2 separate regions of the Sus scrofa genome follow, and region 2 is linked to region 1. A link is a contact called in public Hi-C data. All regions are on one chromosome and are shown on one strand. Each heading gives the region's core, a stretch centred on a gene start, on an enhancer-like site or on the middle of the called end of the contact. The rest is flanking DNA. Distances are from core to core; before and after follow the strand shown. Region 1 holds the start of SLC25A11 (mitochondrial 2-oxoglutarate/malate carrier protein). Region 2 holds the start of ARRB2 (beta-arrestin-2).

The links. A called contact is a pair of places that touch in the nucleus more often than the background predicts.
Region 2: a contact with region 1 is called in a Hi-C map of skeletal muscle, with 6 times the contacts expected there. The contact joins the promoter of ARRB2 here to the promoter of SLC25A11 in region 1. A contact is called at or near these places in 2 of 5 promoter capture datasets (fetal liver and fetal skeletal muscle), 4 of 47 Hi-C or Micro-C datasets (embryonic fibroblasts, heart right ventricle, liver and 1 more) and 2 of 2 datasets of contacts at active chromatin or transcription factors (alveolar macrophages and skeletal muscle).

What each region holds. Positions count from the first base shown.
Region 1 is chr12:51,968,845-51,973,509 of Sscrofa11.1, forward strand. It overlaps SLC25A11 (mitochondrial 2-oxoglutarate/malate carrier protein), which reads left to right and starts at 1,950. Exons shown (of 8, transcript XM_021067766.1): 1 at 1,950-2,211; 2 at 2,814-2,966; 3 at 3,053-3,259; 4 at 3,446-3,536; 5 at 3,620-3,710; 6 at 3,797-3,896; 7 at 3,978-4,029; 8 at 4,168-4,665. The coding sequence starts at 2,117. The coding sequence ends at 4,323. It overlaps RNF167 (E3 ubiquitin-protein ligase RNF167), which reads right to left and starts at 1,967. Exons shown (of 10, transcript XM_003131906.4): 1 at 1,654-1,967; 2 at 1,013-1,516; 3 at 850-930. The coding sequence starts at 1,096.
Region 2 is chr12:52,169,058-52,173,658 of Sscrofa11.1, forward strand. It overlaps ARRB2 (beta-arrestin-2), which reads right to left and starts at 1,305. Exons shown (of 14, transcript XM_021067791.1): 1 at 1,176-1,305. The coding sequence starts at 1,198.

The DNA.
Region 1 (4,665 bases), core at 700-3,199:
TCCTACAGCATATACTCCCCTCTGTTTAAAAGAAAAAAAAAAAGTACCCTAAATGGAGTTACTTGTGCTGAGCCCCATAACACCAAGCTTAATTTATAATTTTAACCTCCCCCAGAAATGGAATCCAGCACTAGTGAGGTAAGCTGCCCGAGAGTCCCCCTACCGTCTCCTAAAGAAAGGTGATCTTGCCACAAATAAGTCAGCTTTTTTGCCAGCATAACTTTCCTGTCCCACCCGCTTCTGCCCCTAAGTCTTTAGTTTTGTATAGTTCTTCAGAGATCCTTTCTGTCTGCTAGGTGGGATACTGCTCAATCCATGGGGTCGTTGAATACAAGCCAGTAAAAGCTTTAAAATTCACTCAGTTGAATTTTGTTTTTTTAACACCCTCTTCACTTTCCAATTACCCATCTTGGAAACAACTATACTGGTATCTATGGCCCAACTGAGTTCTTGCTATGTGGCAGTCTTTGTGAAGTACTACAAAGCTGCTTACCTAATTTAATTCTCACAATAATCCTGTGGTAACTTTTACTGTTATTCCATCTTTACAGTAAAACAAACTAAGGCCCAGAGAGATAATTAACTTGTCCAAGGTCATAAAAACCAATAACTGGCTCTAGAGACCCTACTGATAAGCACCACCCCTGGTGCCTTTTATCTTGGTCCACTTTCAGTCTCCTTCATAAGGCTCAGAGTTCTAGGAGTAGACTTTGTCTCCTCCCTCCGATTCTGGATTCCACCAGGCCAGATGTGCTCTTGCGCTAAGTTCCTAACTTGACTCTTCTACCTCCAGCTTCAATCATCCAAGAGGGAAAATTTTGGGAAACAGGAAAAAGGGAAGAAAATCACCTGAAGTCCCTCCTGGCTCAAGGCAGCCCCAAAGAGAGCTGGGAGGTCTGCAAAGTCCATGCTGGCATTGTGGTCCGAGATCTGCGGCAAGAGTCCATGTCTCTCCTTTAGCCTGCAACCTCTCCCCTTCAGCGCCCTTCCCCCATCTGCCCCTCAGACTCACCGCTCGAATAAGCCCCTGGCTGGGGGCCACTCCCCACAGCACAGTGGCCACAACCACAGGAAGCGGGAAGGCCGCAGGGTGCATGGCAGCGGGAGGGGAGAGGCGGAGGAGGCCGCGTCCCGATAGCAGGAGCAGAAGCGGAGTTCTGCGCCCTCTCTGGCCCTTCCTCAGGGTCCCAGGGGTCCAACCACCCCCAGGTCCCCCTTCTCAGCTACATGGGGACGAGGGGAAGGACCCCCGACTCGGGGAGTGAGATAGCCAACCCCCTTAGTGGAGCCGGGAAGGCGACACTAAAAATACCCTTTTCTGGTATAGGAATAAAACGGGGGAAAGGAACAGAAGCAAGCCCAGGTGACAGAAAAACTTCTGGAAGGGTGGGGGGAGATCACGGAGGTGGGACTTCCGGCCAGGTGGGCCGTATTCCCATTCCCTGTAAGAGGGTTTCCGGCAAAGAAGGTCAGGCCGCTTCCAGCATTGGACGCTCCAGACGAAGGACTTCCGGTCCTAAAAGTCCGGTTAAAAGAAAAGATTAGAGGTGAGAGGAGTGCCTGTACAGACGAAAGGAGCACCGAAGCCCCAGGCAACAGCTTGGTTGTTTCCCCTCTAGTGCCCAGGATCCTGCAACTGGCTGGCTTACAAACCTCTCCGCCTCCCTCTGGCCGCCGCCACTGCCGCCGCCGTATCTTCACGTCTCGCGAGAGTTCTCCCACACACATCCCTCCCACCTGCTGAGAGCTTCCCGTACCTACCGCGAGGGACTGCCTAACTCGGGCTAGTCTAAGCTCACGAGATCTCGCGAGATCTTCAGAAACCCTCTTCTCTGTGTTCCCGCGACTCCAATTCGATAAAAATTGCACCTATGCTCTGGCTTCCTAAATCAGCCACACCCCTTCCCGCACCCATTCTGGAAGCTCCTCCTTCAGCTCCGCCTTACTCCCGGCTGCCCTTGCGCTCGCGCCTGCGCCAACTTCCAGCTAGCGCTGGACCTGAGAGCCGGAGGGGTGTGCGCGCGCGCCCTCGCCCCTGTTGCGCGCGCAGTGTCACCTTGGGCGCGAGCGGGGCCGCGCGCGCACGGGACCGGGAGCCGAGGGCCATTGAGTGGCGATGGCGGCGACGGCGAGTCCCGGGGCCGGTGGGATGGACGCGAAGCCCCGTACCTCCCCTAAGTCGGTCAAGTTCCTGTTTGGGGGCCTGGCCGGGTAAGCTCAGGCCCCAGGGATGGGACAGGAGGAGGAAAGGACGGATGCAAGCAACCAGGCCCGGCTCATCTTTGGATCTGTTAGAGTGAACCGAGCCGGCACGGGGTCAGCGCGGTCCCCGTCGTAGTGCGAGATCCATGATGGGCTACCAGGATCTTTTTACCCATCGCAGGGTCCCTTCTGGGCTGCATGCACGGCTCCTGCCGGGCCGCCTGAGTTTCCCAACCCATTGCTTGGCTCTGAGGGGCTGTTTGGGGTTCCAGGTCATTGCATGGCTCCTGCTGGACAACGTGGGATCCCAGGTCATAAGTGCCCACCTCTCTTCTTTGGGTCCGACTGCATGCAGTCCTGGGATCCCTGCTTGACACCCTTGGAGCTGCATGGAGCACTTTTCTTGCATGGCCCCTACTGGACCCCTGGACTTTTCAGACTTATTGCTCTTGGTACATGTGGAGACTCTTGTACACATGTCCGCCAGCCTCCTAAAACTTGGTCAGTCACATGGCAGACCCTGCCCTTTGTGACCTCTTGTTGCCAGGTTCCAGGGGGCATTGGTAGATCTGGAACACCTGGCACTTGACTCCACCCCTTTCTTTCCCCAGGATGGGAGCAACAGTTTTTGTACAGCCCCTGGACCTGGTGAAGAACCGGATGCAGTTGAGTGGAGAAGGAGCCAAGACACGAGAGTACAAAACCAGCTTCCATGCCCTCACGAGCATCCTGAGGGCGGAAGGCCTGAGGGGCATTTATACAGGGTACTGGGGCCAGATGATGGGGGAGGTAGGGTGTGGGTTGGCAGCTCCAGACCTTGGCTTGATGCACTGACCCTTTCGCTCCCCAGGCTGTCAGCTGGCCTGCTTCGCCAGGCCACCTATACCACCACTCGCCTTGGTATCTATACCGTGCTGTTTGAGCGCCTGACTGGGGCTGACGGTACACCCCCTGGCTTTCTGCTGAAGGCCCTGATTGGCATGACTGCAGGCGCAACTGGTGCCTTTGTGGGAACGCCAGCTGAGGTGGCTCTTATCCGCATGACTGCTGATGGCCGGTGAGTTCCAGGTTTGAGCCTGACCCCAGCTCCGTTCCCTAGAATCTCCAGTGAAAGACCTGATTTCTTATCCTAGAGCTGGAGTACAGCATTCACCCGTTCACGGCCTTCTGGCCTCCTTTTCTTCGCTCCTGTGGGGACAGGGTGGTCTCTCCTGAATTTGGCCTCTTCCTGCCTTCCCGCCAGGCTTCCACCTGACCAGCGCCGGGGCTACAAAAATGTATTTGACGCCTTGATTCGAATTGTCCGGGAAGAAGGGGTCCCCACACTATGGAGGGTGAGTGAAGGGGCTGGAGACCTGGGGGGCGTGGGGGTCAGGTCTTGGGCATTTCTGACTCCACCCCCCCACCCCCACCCCAGGGCTGCATCCCTACCATGGCTCGGGCCGTCGTCGTCAATGCCGCCCAGCTCGCCTCCTACTCTCAGTCCAAGCAGTTTTTACTGGACTCAGGTGAGACTCAGAGCCAAACCCTTAGCTCCCCGCCTGGCCTGAGCCAGCTCCCAGCTGACCGCCACCCCCTGCTCCGCCTCCCCCAGGCTACTTCTCTGACAACATCCTGTGCCACTTCTGTGCCAGCATGATCAGTGGCCTGGTCACCACTGCCGCCTCTATGCCTGTGGACATTGCCAAGACCCGGTGAGTACGTAGACCTGGGCCTCGAGGGGGTCGGGAGGGCCCCTCTTTATGGCTCTCATGCCCCTGCGTCCTCTCCTTCAGGATCCAGAACATGCGAACGATTGACGGGAAGCCGGAATACAAGAACGGGCTGGTGAGGAAGCAGGGCTTGGGGCTTGGGTGGCAGGGTGGGCTGTCCTGGGAGGGCGGTGGGGGTGGCAGGCTGAGAGGGACAGGGCCCCAGAGGCCAGGTCCCAGCCCCAGCGCCCTGCCTGCCTGCCTGCCTGTCTAGGATGTGCTGGTGAAGGTCATCCGCTATGAGGGCTTCTTCAGCCTATGGAAGGGCTTTACGCCGTACTATGCCCGTCTGGGCCCCCACACCGTCCTCACCTTCATCTTCTTGGAGCAGATGAACAAGGCCTACAAGCGTCTCTTCCTCAGTGGCTGAGGCGGGAGCAGAGGCCCGGAGCCGCTGTGCCGGGGGCTCCCACTTGCCCGCTGCTTCTACAGTCAGTGCGCCCCCCCCGGGGGGCCTAGACTCTGCTGCCCTGGGCCCCTCTATTTATTACCCCTCCACCGTGTGGTCCCCTCCTCTGCGGTAAAGACCTTGGTGTGTCCTGCCCCTGCTCCAGCTTGCCCTGCCCAACTTGTCGCCATCGTCATGATCTCTGTCCCCGGCTGTACCTTGGGGGAGCTGGGAGGCTCCACGCGGATTTCCGGCTTCCCCTTGGGTATTAGTTGAGGGCACAGAGGACAGCAGGCGACCTGTGCCGCCCCTGCCCCCTGCCCC
Region 2 (4,601 bases), core at 55-2,554, 200 kb after region 1:
TGACCAGAGATGCCCCCCGGTGGTGGTGGGGAGCCGAAGCAGATGCCCCCTCACACTTCCTACTATTCTCTCCATTTCCTGTGGCCCAGAATTTGATGGGGGTGGGAGGAATTGTGCCAAGTCAGCAGTCCCCCTTTGGTCCCATCCTTCCCCCTCCCTGAACCACATAACGGAAATCTGGGGCCTCCCTCAAGTCAGCAACTTCCCCTTTCTCTGTGTTTAACCCCTAATCCAGGACGCCAATCGGCCCTCTGATCATCTCTCCAGGATCAGTCGACTTGGTGCTCAGAGATCTATGTTTTCCTACTCTATTGGTGGGGCTGATAGGGTGTTTTGCAGAATAAGTGACAGCTCAGAACCAGGCCACCATTCCTGTTCCTCTCTGAATAGAAGCCAAGAGCCCCAATCTTTTTCCTCTTTTGCTCCTGCTCCCCAGGGACTCAGGCATTCACCCCCTGCCCCCTTGGGGGTGTTGGGTCACAACAGGAAGTGGATTTTGCTAGAGACCAAAAAAGAGAACTGGAGGTGTCAGTGGAGGGAAGGAGCCTCGATTGCACAGAAAACATCCGGGGAGTGGATGGCGTGCCCAGGGCAGACACTGCCTCCCCTCACCCCCAGGAAGAGGGGTAAGGCTCAGATCGGGGAGGGTCGCCAGGCACTTTGCTGCCCCAAGATGAAGCTGTTGCTCCTAGCAACCCAGGGGAAGGCAGAAGTTTGTAAGCGGAGCCACCCGGCCCTTGGGACAGGTTGGGGGAGCCCGACTGCTTGGAGGGTAGTGGACAGGAGGCTCTCCAGTGGCTCAGCACGAGTCTAAGGGGATCCCCCTCCTGGCATCCAGCCTGCCCATACCAGTCCCCTTGGGGCCGGCCACCTGCTCCTTCCTCCGCCCCTGCATCGCTGCCTGCATCGGAGAAGCCAGTCGTCCAGCCCCCACATCCCTTCGAGAACCCAGATACGGGTTTCCCGATCCCCTCAGAGATCCCCTTGCAGGGTCTGTGGCATGCGTTGCCCTCATTATCCTCGAGGACCTAGGCGTGCGGCCCCGGATGGCTGCCCCCTAGGGACCCAGGCGTCCGGCCCCTGAATTTTCTCCCGGGTGTCCTTGTCTGGGAACCGTCCCAGTACCCGTCTGGAGCCGCCACCCACGTCCCGCCGCGTAGCCCCACCTCTCTTACCTGGTCCCCGGTTTCTCCCCCATGGTGCGCGCGCCCGCCGCCCGCCCGGTTCGCGGCTCGCTCGCAGCCTCAGAGCCCGCTGCCAGGTCCCTGCTCCTCCCCGCGCCACTGCGCACGCGCGCCCCCGCTCTTTCTCCACTCCCCTCTCCCCTCCTTCCCGCCCCCCCCGTCGGATCCTGGGGAGCCTAGGCCAAATGCGTCAGCCCGGATCGCGCGCGCCCCGGCACTGCCCGCCCTCTCCTCACAGGCACTCGCTGTGATTGGCTCCTCCAGCCGCCCTCCGCCCCCCATCTCCACCCCGGCCGAGGGACCCCCCCTCCCCGGCGCGCGCGGTCCCTGCACTCTGCTCTTCCCGCCCATCTCTCCACCCCTCCGCGCCCGCTTAGGCACTGATTGGGTCCCCTCAAACGAAGGCGCCCGCCTTCAGGAAATAAGAGCCTCTGATTGGCTTTATCCATTCCGGACCCTGCAGGGGTCCCCGCCCCTTTGTTTGCTTTCTCAGCGACGGCGGAGGCGAAGGGGGTGGTGGGGGCGGTGGATGAGCTCTAGCAGTCTGGCAGGGAGGATGAGGGGATCCACACGTGGGCGAGAGGTTCCAGTTGCGTGATGCTCGCTTATTGCGCGCCGCTCGCCCGCTCACCCTAGAGCTTGTTTCCTTCTTTGGCCCGCCCTCCTGTTTCCTTAGCGTGATGTGTCAGCTCCCCCTAGTGTCGGTATTTGATCTTCGCAGGGCTACTTTCCTACCTTTTTCCACCCATTCATCAAAGCGAACATCCATTCACGCACGCTTGCATCTATTTCATCTATCTATGCCCATTTTGCGCTAATCACTAAGCTAGGCGATGGGGACCCAGAAATGAATTAACATGGCCCCTGCCTTCCTCGTATGGTTGAGGAGACACATAAACAGGTACTATGATCCCAGGAATGCTTTACTAGAGATATGACTCAGAAGACAAAGCGACTCTCAGCCCTTTCCTGGGGGAGGAATGGAGGGAGGGCAGGCTGTCCAGAGGAGGGGGCATTTGAGGATAATCTTCCTGAAGGGTGGGCGGAAATTGAGAAAGGGTATTCTGAAGAGAGAGAAAGGCGAGGCACATCCTGTTTTGAGGTTTTTGTAGGGTGAGAGGGCAGGGGTGATAAGACTGGGTTGGATGAGTGGAACAGAGTGTGAAGGGTTTTGTAGAGCAGGCAATGGGGGGGCGCCTCTCCTGGAGGAGGGCGGTCGATCCAGTAGTGGGTTTTGTTTTTTTTTTTTTTTTTTTTTGTCTTTTGTCTTTTTGTTGTTGTTGTTGTTGCTATTTCTTGGGCCGCTCCTGCGGCATATGGAGGTTCCCAGGCTAGGGGTTGAATCGGAGCTGCAGCCACCGGCCTACGCCAGAGCCACAGCAACGCGGGATCCGAGCCGCGTCTGCAACCTACACCACAGCTCACGGCAATGCCGGATCGTTAACCCACTGAGCAAGGGCAGGGACCGAAACCGCAACCTCATGGTTCCTAGTCGGATTCGTTAACCACTGCGCCACGACGGGAACTCCTGTTGTGTTTTTTTGTTTTTTTGTTTTTTTGTTTTTTTTTAAGCCAAGGAGTGGTATAAGATTGCTCCTATAGGAAGATAATCCTGCGCGGTGTGGAGGTTGGAGACAGAGAGGCAAGACTGCTGTAGACTAAACCCAGTCAAGGGGAGATGATGAACAGCAGAGTGGAAGGGAGAAGGGGGAGCCAGGCTGAAGAGTCATTTCTAGGGCAAAATTGAGCAGACTTGGGGAGAATGATGGATGATGGACATCCTTGGACGTAAGGAGCTAAAACATCCACCTTTGTCCATCTCTTTTCCCATACTCCCCTATCTTCCCCAAATGAACGAACATCGCTCTTCTCCCTCCACTTTTCTGTGCAACAAAGTTATATGCACAACAAAACAGTTTCTGAGATCATCTTTAGGGTTTAAATACAGGCCTTACCGACTGCTACTTCCCCACTCCCGGTTCCATCACCATCTTCTAAGCTCAGTCTTCATGTCCTTGAAACTTCAGTTCATATGTTTCTTTATTTCATTTTTGTCTTTTTTAAGGCTGCACCCCTGGCATATGGAAGTTCCCAAGCTAGGGATGGAATAGGAGCAGTACCTCCAGCCTATACCACAGCCACAGCAACGCCAGATCCTTAACCCACTGAGTGAGGCCAGGGATCGAACCTGGATCCTCAAGGATACTAGTTGGGTTCTTAATCCGCTGAGCCACAACAGGAACTCCCCAAATAAATTGTAAGTGGTTTAAGATCTAAATGCACAGAATAAAACTAGGAAAGTATTAGGAGAAAGCATAGAAGAGTATTTCTAATCTTGGAAGTTAGGGAAAGGCTCCCAAGATACCAAACTCCAGGGCTTGAAATAACAGGTAACACTTTACAGGTAGTATCTACCATGTGCCAAACATTGTCCCAAGAATTTAAAAAATATTAACTCGGAGTTCCCATTGTGGCTCAGAAGATACAAATCCCACTAGGAACCATGAGGTTGCGGGTTCAATCCCTGACCTCGCTCAGTGGGTTAAGGATCTGGCATTGCCATGAGCTGTGGTGTAGGTTGCAGACAAGGCTCGGATCTGGCATTGCTGTGGCTGTGGTGTAGGCCGGCAGCTGTAGCTTCAATTCGACCCCTAGCCTGGGAACTTCCATATGCCCTGGGTGTGGCTCTAAAAAGATAAAAGACCAAAAAAAAAAAATTTAACTTATTTAATCTTAACAACCCTATAAGTTAAGTTTCTATGATAGCCCCATTTCATAGATAAAGAAATGGAGGCAGAGTTAAGTAACTTGCAAGTTCATACAACCAGCAAGAGGCAAAGCTGGCATTTGAACCCAGCAGTCTAGCTCCTGAATCTGTACCCTTGATCACAATACCTTAGTTTAAAGAGACTAAGAGGAGTTCCCGCCGTGGCTCAGTGGTTAACTAATCCGACTAGGAACCATGAGGTTGCGGGTTTGATCCCTGACCTCTCTCAGTGGGTTAAGGATCTGGTATTGCTGTGAGTTGTGGTGTAGGTCGTAGACGCAGCTTGGATCCCGCATTGCTGTGGCTCTGGCATAAGCCAGCAGCTGTAGCTTCTATTCGATCCCTAGCCTGGGAAACTCCATATGCCGCAGGAGCAGCCCCAGAAAAGGCAAAAAGACAAAATAAATAAATAAAGAGACTAAGAGATTAAAATATCACAAAATAGAAAGGCAAATTGGAAAGAAAACCCTTGCAAACTTGCAACACATATAACAATCAAGAATAAATTCCCACATCTATAATGACTTCCTATAAATTTATAAGATAAACAACCCAATAGAAAAATGGGTGACAGATACGAAAAGATAATAAAGAGAAATACAAATGTCTAATAAACATATGAAAAGCTACTCCATTTCACAGATGATCAG